2 separate regions of the Ovis aries genome follow, and region 1 is linked to region 2. The links are chromatin contacts, called in public Hi-C maps. All regions are on one chromosome and are shown on one strand. Each heading gives the region's core, a stretch centred on a gene start, on an enhancer-like site or on the middle of the called end of the contact. The rest is flanking DNA. Distances are from core to core; before and after follow the strand shown.

Evidence for each region. A called contact is a pair of places that touch in the nucleus more often than the background predicts.
Region 1: a Hi-C map of tail adipose tissue shows a contact between it and region 2, with 4 times the contacts expected there. The contact joins the enhancer-like site here to the promoter of VDR in region 2. A contact is called at or near these places in 7 of 16 Hi-C or Micro-C datasets (blood, hypothalamus, liver and 3 more).

Annotation. Positions count from the first base shown.
Region 1 is chr3:138,700,833-138,705,683 of ARS-UI_Ramb_v3.0, reverse strand. The region is part of intron 1 of VDR (vitamin D receptor); the gene reads right to left. Among named protein-coding and RNA genes, the nearest start is that of HDAC7, 60 kb to the left of the region's middle. Within about 2 kb of position 2,318, at least 3 of the 54 cell types and tissues checked have an H3K27ac peak or open chromatin away from gene starts, as enhancers often do.
Region 2 is chr3:138,632,766-138,637,508 of ARS-UI_Ramb_v3.0, reverse strand. VDR (vitamin D receptor) reads right to left here and starts at 1,425. Exons shown (of 10, transcript XM_060412687.1): 1 at 908-1,425.

The DNA.
Region 1 (4,851 bases), core at 1,069-3,568, 67 kb before region 2:
GCTTCTGTTTCTCTGCCTCCTAGTGGTCCGACGAGGCAGGGGCAGGGAGAGCGCAAGGAGCATCCAGACCTGGGCTCAGTCCTAGGACTGCCAGCCCCCTAACCCATGTGCCCCCAAGGAACATGCGAGGAGAGTGTCAGTGGACCCTACTGAGAAAACGTGGACATGGCCGACCCCCTCCCAAGGGCCGTGGGTGGAGGAGGGATACCTGCAGGGCACAGAGATGCTGCCACCGCCCCGGGCTCTCCTCTGCTCCCTCTGCTCGTGTTGCCCAAGGCCCCCAGCCAACAAGGCTCTTCAGGATCCTACCCCAGAGCCTTGGCAATCTCCCAGACTCCTGGCTTGCTCCACAAGAAGTCTGAGGTGAGGGCCAATTGGGTATAGAAAGGACTACTGCCCTCAGCCCTTAAGACACTCAGAAGTCAGATCTGAGATCTAAGTGGCTCGCCATCCCTGAACTTATAGAGAAAGTGTGTGCGTAGCTACCATGTGCCAGACTGCTAAGCTTCCCACCTGGGATCTCATGTAACCTCCTAACCGTCCTGCAAGATGCAGAGGAGTCCCATTTTACAGATGGCAAAACCAAACTCCAGGTAGGGCACTTTGAGACTTGCCCAGGGTCCCACGGCCAGGCCAGCAGTGAAGCCAGGGACCAGGCAAGGATGGGCTGCCTGCAATGGCCAATAAAGGGCGGCCCTCTTCTCCTCGCCACTCTTCCAGCCCAGTGATAACCACTGGCAGGGGCGCTGGTACTCACTCCCACCCTGCTCCAGATTCCTCCTGTGCACTCGCTCATTTAATCCTCACAACAACCTCTAGGCATGGAGAAACTGAGGCACAGAGAAGATGATTATCTCTGGAGCCCAGATTTGAACCGAGGCAGCTGAGCCCCGCATCTCCACTCTGCCACCTTTCCTAAGGGACATAGCTCAGTGGTTTCCTCCCCCTAAGCCCCGGGCTCCCCTCACCTCCACCAAGTCAGGGAGGAACGGACAGGACCATCCCCAGGTCACCACGGAAGAATGTCATGGCTCTTTTCTTCCCAAGGCTCCCAGATCAGCCAGGATCTCTCTTCATCCTGGCAACCCCTTTCATCTAGGAAAAGCCCCATCAAAAGGTGGGGCTTTCCTCCCCAGGCAACTTTGCACCACCGGGTGGTCCTTATAGGAAAGATGGTCCTGTAGGTCCAAGTTGACGGAAAGTAGGGCAAAGACACAGGGTGAAAACAGGACAAGTGGAAAAAAACAACTTAATACTACCCCCTTTGCCACATCATACAACCCCCACCCCAGTTCATGTTCTGAGTATGAGAACATCCCACTGCCTTTGCTGGGACTGTCCCCAAAGCCACCCCCTCCTGCCCCTGCCTTAGAAATACCCATGCCCCTAGCACTGAGCCTCAGAGAAGCAGAGGGGGAGGGGGGAGTGGTTCAGCTCTGCAGAAAGCCCCTGGCTTCCACTCCTCCAGGCTCTGCATCCCACATCAAAACCCCTGCCTGAGTCTGACCCCAGGTCTGACCCTGCCTTAGCAAGAAATGAGGAGATAACATGTTTCCTTCCAGTCATCGAAGCCACAACCACCGCCTCTCCCACACGTCTGCCTGGTAGCTTACACAGCAGGCACCCCATCTTCCAGCGGCTTCTGCTGAATGGATGCCCCCAGGCAGAGTTTCGCTTAGGACGTCTCCTGGGGTTGGCGCTGCAGGGTGTCTGCAGCAGAGCCCTCAGAAGGCAAGGATCAAATTGCTGCTGGGCCAGGTTTAACTCTGCTGCAGTCACTGGACCTCCCTGGACTCCTGAGGGCAGCAAAGCTGTGACTCTGGGAGGACCAAGCAGTGGACAGAGGTCTGGCCTCTAAGGTCTTTTCCAGGTCTGAAAGTGTGCAACTCCCAGGCCAAATTCCCACCATGATGAGGCCTTAAGATCAGTCAGGAATGAAATTCCCTCACTGAGTTCTCTCCCCGACCCTCCCAGGAACACGTGAGGCCCCTTCACCCTCAGATGCTAAAGCCCAGGAAGAACAGGAGGGATGTGGCCCCTTGCAAGGGTCCTGTGGGGGCTGGGAGCCCAAGAGCGGGCTCCCCGCTTAGCTGCGCCGGGAATGGGCTGATCAGAATGGGCTTTCTAACTGTGAACATTAGCTCAAAGCTCCCTCTCCTTCTGGAAAGAAATGGAAAGCTATGTGATTTCCCAGCAGAGGGGGAGAAAATTCCTCCTCTTCTTAAAATTGGCACACATGGAGTCAGCCACACATCGGGCTGTCTCTGGAGGGGGTGAGTCTGTGCACACGCCAGCCGCAATTGCACATGGGCTTACGCGTGCACGCCCTTTTCTGGTTGCTTTCGTTTCATCATCCTCGCAGCTCTGCCCATGGAGCGCTGAACACTGTATGACCGACCCAGCTTTTTACTTGTCATCTCTTTATTCCAGTATGATTTAGGCTCAGCTTAGTCTCATGGCCAGTTGGGGTCATGCCCTTTCTTCCTTCTCTCCCATCCCCAACATATACCCACATTGTTTTTCCAGAACAATCTCAGCATTGCCTTCCAGAAGAAGCTGAAAGGAACAGAGTGGACACGAGAGCAAGGGGAGAGGAAAGTACACTGCAGAGTTAGAACTCGGCCTAACGCTTTCTTCCCCCACCATCTCCTCAGTTCCTACACACACACACACACACACACACACACACACACACACACACACGGTGAGAGCGTTTGGAAATTATTTTCTGCAGACTACAATGTCCAAAGTAAAACCCAATGGATACCAGTCATCTCAGAATATCTCAAGATTGAAAGGAAACTGAACATCACCTAGTCCAACCATTTTAAATCCCTTCTACAATATTCTAGCCTGTATTTAAATATCTTTTCTGTTGGAGAACTATCTCCCAGGCCAACCCATTCTCTTTGGATGGCTCTACGCTTAGAAAGTTTTTCATTATGCACAGATGAAAAAGCCCCAGTAGTTTTCAACTACTGGACCTAGACCAGCTCTTCACAGCCATCTAAGATGAATCTATCAGGCCATTCCCACACGGCACCTTGAGGAGGGGTCGACAAGGCCACCATATGATGCCAGCACACACAGTAGGAAAAGTAACCCATTCCTCACCTGCTGGAAAATTGTCATAAAAAATAGAAAAATTCTGCAACGTTTATGATGCAAGTGAGGTTTCAGGGGAGAAGCAGAGGAAGCTAGCCTGGCTACATTTCGTTTGATTTAGGCTTCATACACATCCCAGGTATGGTCATGATTCCCACCAAGGCAGTGAGTAAGGTGGTCAATGTCTGCCTCCTTGGCCTTCACTTGGAAAGAAGCTTCCAGCCTAAGAAAAGGGCCTACAGAAGAGTGTGAGTAGCTATATAACCTCTTCCAAGATTTTTTGCCACCTCCGTCTCAGGCTTAGCTATTTCCAGGGGAGGCTGACCCCCAGCACTGTGGCTCTAGGAACAAGGCTGAGGCGGATCAAATTGTTGAATGGCTGACTGAAGCATGGTAAATTAAGTGGCTGATGACCCAGCAGTTTCAGGAATAACTTTTCTTCTGAAAATGCTTCTTAATTAACTTTTTGGGGACTATACCTCACTCTCGAGAACCTGATAAGGGTCATGGGCTGACTGACCCCTACAGTGTCAAGAGGTGGCGGGTCACTGCACAGAAACCGTGCCACAGGCTCCCACTCTACTGGACATTCACCAAGACTGTTTCTCGGCAGACTGTCCTGTCATTCTTGGGAGAACTGGCAGCTTCCTGGAGCTGAGCAGAACCCAGAGGCAGGAATCCACGAGGTTCTAGGCAGTGGAACAGGAGATTCATAGTTTGCTTAGATATGTTTCCACTTCTTATCAACAATTATTCCTGCAAGCTGCTTTTTTTCCAGTGGAAACTCAGTCCTCAGCTTTGTCAACAAGATCTCTGGGTTGATTACTGCTCTCCAGGTAACTACCGGAAAGTGTGGGCAGTGACGGTGACTAGTGAAGGGAACCAGTCCGTGCGTAGCTGCAGCCCAGAGTCTGGTTTCCTAGCAGAAGAAAACTGAGACCGCCACAGGGGAAGCGAGTGGTCTTCCTCGCTTTTCTTCTGGGATCAATGCGGTCTCTGTATCACGTAGCCTCTTCCGGCACTGCAGGAAAGGTAGTACCCAAGCCCTAGGTCCTGCCAGCTCCAAGCAAGATATTCCGGATCCTTGGTATCACAGCCCTTGTTCAGCTCCACAATCACTTGGCCAGCCTGACACCTTGGTTACCTGAGTACACTCCCACTTCGCCCAGAGCCCCTCCCCGTGTCCTAATCTACAAATAGAGACATGAGCGCTCCCAGGTCTCAGGCTGTCACGGAGACCAAGTTCTCCACGCAGCACTCAGCACGGTGCCCAGGACACCAGAGTTTTATATGTTTGCTCTCATTATTACGGCAGTTACTGTTAGTACAGTCACGAAGAGTTCAGGACCCAGAGAGGTCAGGAAGTCTGCTCTTGATCCCAAAAGCCCCACCCCAAACAAACATTGCCCAGAAAGCCACGTTTCTTAACTGGGGAAAAACTGACCACCCCACCCATTGGCTGTGGCTCCCAAAAATCTGGCTGCTAGGGACGGGGAGAATGGGTTGCTCTCTTCTCTCCCCAGCAAGCAGAGAAGCTGAGCTGCACATTTGGACTTTCCCTCCACAGGGAAGATGACACTGTGGCTACCAAGGTGCCACCAATTACTAATCACTTCTGCTCATCGCCAGTCCTTTTCCTCTCTCACCCCAAGTCTCTCTCCTACCTCCTTCGCCGTCCAGGGCTTATTGAGCATCTGTTCTCTCCACGGTGGGACACTGGCTCCGCATACCATAGCATCCCCTGTG
Region 2 (4,743 bases), core at 176-2,675:
AGACCAAAGTCACCAAGCTATCTTGTGCCCATGCAGCCATGTGGCCTCAGGACCCCAAGAGATAGGGTGGCAGGTCCCTGGGCTGGACACCCCTTCTCTCTGCCTTGCCTCCACTTATCTCTGAGGCCTCTTCCAGTCACGGGGTCTGAGCCTCAGTTTTCTCTCTGGATCTGTTTGGTGTGTTGTGTTTCAGGACTGAAGGCCTCGTGAGCACAGAGTACTCATCTCTCTTCTCCATCCCTAAGGCTTGCCATGGAAAGACCAGCTGGGTGGATGCTCAAGGCTAATTCAAAGCTGGCGGCATTGGCCAGTCTCCCGCGCGCCTTCCATGTAAGCTTCTAAGAGCTTGTTGGTACTGAATCACCATCACCGTAATATCTGATAATAGCTGCCGTTTACTGAATGCTTATTGCCTGATGCACAGTAATCTAGAAATGTCTCATGGATTAGCTCATTTCATCATTTAAACAATGCTACATATGGTTGGATGGCATCACTGACTCAGTGGACGTGAGTCTGAGCAAACTCCAGAGGTGGTGAAGGACAGGGAAGCCTGGTGTGCTGCAGTTAGACACGACTTAGTGACTGAACAATATATCAGGAAGCTGAGGCCCAGAAAGGGTTAAAGGCGGTGCCCAAGGTCACACTCAGGTGCAGGGCTTCACAGGGAGGGAGGGAGCACCCGGAGGGCAATGACTGTGTTTTGTTCCTCATTGTCTCTGCCCCAAGTCCCTGCAAGGCTGGCCTTTACTAGCACAGGAGAAGTGCGAAGACAAAGCTGTGAATTCTAAAGAACTGCCTCCTGTCCGGGAATCTGTGAAAACCACCTGCCCCAGGCCCATGCAGTGGAGGGCTCTGAGTCCTTTCTCAGCTCTGGGCCAGCTCGACTCCAGTTGCAAGGACCTACCTGTCCCAAGGTGGGCCTCGCCTGGGTGCACGGAGATCCCAGGATGGGCAGCTGGCTCCTTCTGGTCCCACCAGGCAGGCCAGGCCCGGTCAGTGCCAGGCCTGTTGCTGAGGCACTTCAGCTTTGGGTGGACTCCCCTCCTCGGATCCTGGCTCCTCCTGAATCCTTCTGTGGAAGCTGCTGCTGCTGCTGCTGCTGCTGCCAAATTGCTTCAGTCATGTCCGACTCTGCGCGACCCCATAAACGGCAGCCCACCAGGCTCCCGCGTCCCTGGGATTCTCCAGGCAAGAACGCTGGAGAGGGTTGCCATTTCCTTCTCCAATGCAGGAAAGTGAAAAGTGAAAGTGAAGTCGCTCAGTCGTGTCCGACTCCTAGCGACCCCATGGACTGCAGCCTACCAGGCTCCTCCGTCCATGGGATTTGCCAGGCAAGAGGACTGGAGTAGGGTGCCATTGCTTTCTCCTTCTTCTGTGGAAGCAAACAACCCCAAACCTCTGCCGGTGTTAAGGCTGATCCTCAAGAACCGAGGGCCAGGCTCCTGGGCCTCTTGCGCCCCCTGGTGGAAGGAACAAAGTAGTGCCTATGCCTGCAACTGCTTTGTGAATCCAACCTTCCCTTTTCTCTCCTCGCTCCATCCTCTCTCCTCTCCTCACCTTCATTCACTCACCCTTGACTGCACGTCCACTGGGGGCTGGGCACCTGCCGTGAGATGGGGATGCATACCGTGTCCTGTGACTGTGACACTGTGCTTGTCCTGAGGTGCTCACCTTGTACTCACTTAAGTCGTTCCCTCATCCTACACACAGCTGCGGAGCTTCTACTCTCCGCCAGGCTCTCCTCCAGGCGCCAGAGACGCCACCTCTCCCCACACGGAATTGACAGTCTAACAGGACATTCAGCCTGGTTAACAGAGGGTTATAATGGAGAAAGCGCAGGCGCTAGAGAAGAGACGGATGTGAAGACAGCAGCGCTGACGCCGAGCAGCGTGTGCACGGGGGCGGCAGGAGAAGACCTCAGAGTGACATCTGGGCTGGGCTTGGGTGGCTGTGTGGGATCTCTCCGGGAGTAGGACAAAGGGTGTGGATTGGGTGGGGCAGGGAGGAAAGATTATCCCACACAAAGAGGGCAGAACTAGCGAGCACATAGAGTCCCGGCATGTTTAGGGAGCTACAAATAGCCTGCTGTGGTCAGAGCGTGCGGTTAGAGGGAAGAGGGCAGCAGGAGAATGGAAGGGCCTTGCAAGCTGTGGAAGGGGTTTGGGTCTCTTCCTGCAGCCTGTGAGGAGCCACCGAAGGTTTTAAGAGACAAGATGATACCACCACGTTCGCGTCTTATTTATGGTAATTAATTAATTAGGATGTGCCAGGTCTTAGTTGCGGCAATGTAGGATCTTTGATCTTAGTTGCACCATGTGCGATTTTTAGTTGCAGTATGCGGAGTCTTAGTTGCTACATGTGGAATCCAGTTCCCTGGCTAGGGACTGAACCCACGCCCCTTGCATTGGGAGTATAGAGTCTTAGTCATTGGACCACCAGAGAAGTCCCTGCATTTTATTTAGAAAAGGACCACTAGACCAATGGAATGTGGGCTATAAGAGCAAGCACCAGGGGCTCGTGTACTCCAGCTGGGTGACATGGATTCACTTCTCCAAGCTGCAGACTCCTCATCCATCAAAGGCAGTAATGATGCCCCATCGGCAGAGCTGTTGAGGGGACCAGATGAGACTGTGTGGGTAGCGCCTACCCCCGTGCTGGACACATAATAGACACTCAGTAAACGATCATGTTTTTTGAAGTCAGAAAGCCTCCTAGGCAGGCTATTACAACTGCTTAGGCAACAGATGTGGAGGACTGAATCCAACCACCAACCATAGAGGGATGAGGAGTGAGAAATGGAGCACTTCCTGCCCTATCAGTAAGCAAGGATGTCATAGTCGTCAGCAGTCGCAGCCCTCCAATGTGACTGGCGAGAGCCCTAAGGGCACTCAGGAAGGAGGAGAATCCCTGTGATCCTGCAGACATCAGGACTGCAGACACTCCCTACGGTGAGCCCCAAGGGAGCTCAGGATGTGAAAAAACAGAGGATCCTGGCCCAGGATAGCTGGGATGCATATGAAATGAATTTCAGTGAGCCCAGACTCTTGCATCCTCCCATACTTAGAAAAGCACTAATTTCCTTAACTTGGGATATCTGATTTTCTTCAATTAACAATAATCTTCTGAAGTCCAAACTACCAATCCTTAGCAAAACTTCTATATGATCTGTCTCCTCCCCTTGCCTCCTTGGAGCAGTTCTCTCAGGGTTACTTGAGATGCTGCCTCCTGGGTTTTGAGTCCTAAAAATCCCCACCGAATAAAGCATATAATAAAGTCATAACTTTTAGGTTGTGATAATTTTTTAAGTCGACAGGAGGGAAGACACCCAGAGCTTTTTCAGACAGTTGGCTTTCAGGATGGGGTTGGATGTGGATTTTGTTTCTCTAAGGACCTCTTGGAGTCCATCTCTGCCTCCTGCCCTCAGGCTCTCTCTGGGGCTTCCTTATTCCTATCACTTTCTTAGGGGGTGGCGTTGCTTAGGGGTGTCAATTCCCAGAGGGGAGGGAGGGCCATGGAGTTTACATTACGTGTGGATAGCACACACATCAATGTGACTTAGAGAGTGCTCATCTCAGGTCATCGTCAGTGGAGGGACTTTGGCAGTTATAAGGATCAAGGCCCCCACAGCCATTACATAGACCCCGGGGACAGTTGTCAATAGGCTTCAGGGGCGGGCATTTGTCTCCTTCATCTGCAAGTCCCCCTACAAGAGAGTCTAGCTTTGTGTGCCTTTTAAGATGTCCGTTTGTGTTTTGGTTTTCCCTGTATTTCTGTCCCCTGTTCCATTTAGATATCAGCCCTTTGGGGCTCTTTGATTTCTGTGGGGTAGAAGCTTTCTTAAAAGACTGCTTTAAGACTATTCCTTAATCTGTCTTTCATCAGTGGCTCAGTGATTGAGCTGAGAGAGATAATACTAGGTGTCCCTGTGGTGCTGTTGGGAGAGAGAAAGGAAAAACAAGGGGAGGGCAGGGAGAGCTGGAGCCTGCATCAGTTGGGGAAAGTGATAGGGACAGAATGAAGGGACAAAATAGGTGATCAGTTAACCCCACTGCCTGGCTGCGTGTGTGCTCAGCCGTCTCTGACTCTTTGCTCCTTTATCCGTGGAATTTCCCAGGCATGAATACTGGAGTGGGTTGCTGTTTTCTTCTGTTAGGTAGGTAGAATAGGGAAAAGGAGTCCAAAATGGCATTGGCTAAAAGACAAGGAAGGGAAAAGCCTGCGAAAATAGAGCAAAAGAAGGTCCGAGGACCGGAATGAGGACCTCAGGTAAAACAAACAACACTCTTGGCTGCCCAATTTCCATAGGACAGGCCCAGGGAGAGAGAAACGTATAAATAGAGGAGCCAAAGCCAGCTCTCTCTCTCTCTTCCCACCCCCACCCCGCACGCTGGGGCGCTCTTCTCTTGTCTTTGGATCAACGTGTCCTCATGCCTCAAAGATGGATTTTCCTGCTATCTTCTAAATAAAATAGAGCTGTAACACTGAGCTATAACACTGATTTGTCTAAGAGCTATAACATGGTCCATTCGAGACCTAAGAGCTATAACATGGTCTATCCAAGACCCAAGAGCTGTGACACACCTAGGGGGCTTTAATGTCCATCACTCCGAATCTTTGTTGTGACGAGACAAAAACCGAGGAACGTACACTCGTGTGACACTTCTCCAGGGGACTGTCCCCACTCAGGGATCAACCCCGCATCTCCTGCGTCTCCCGCACTGGCAGGATTTTTAACCACTG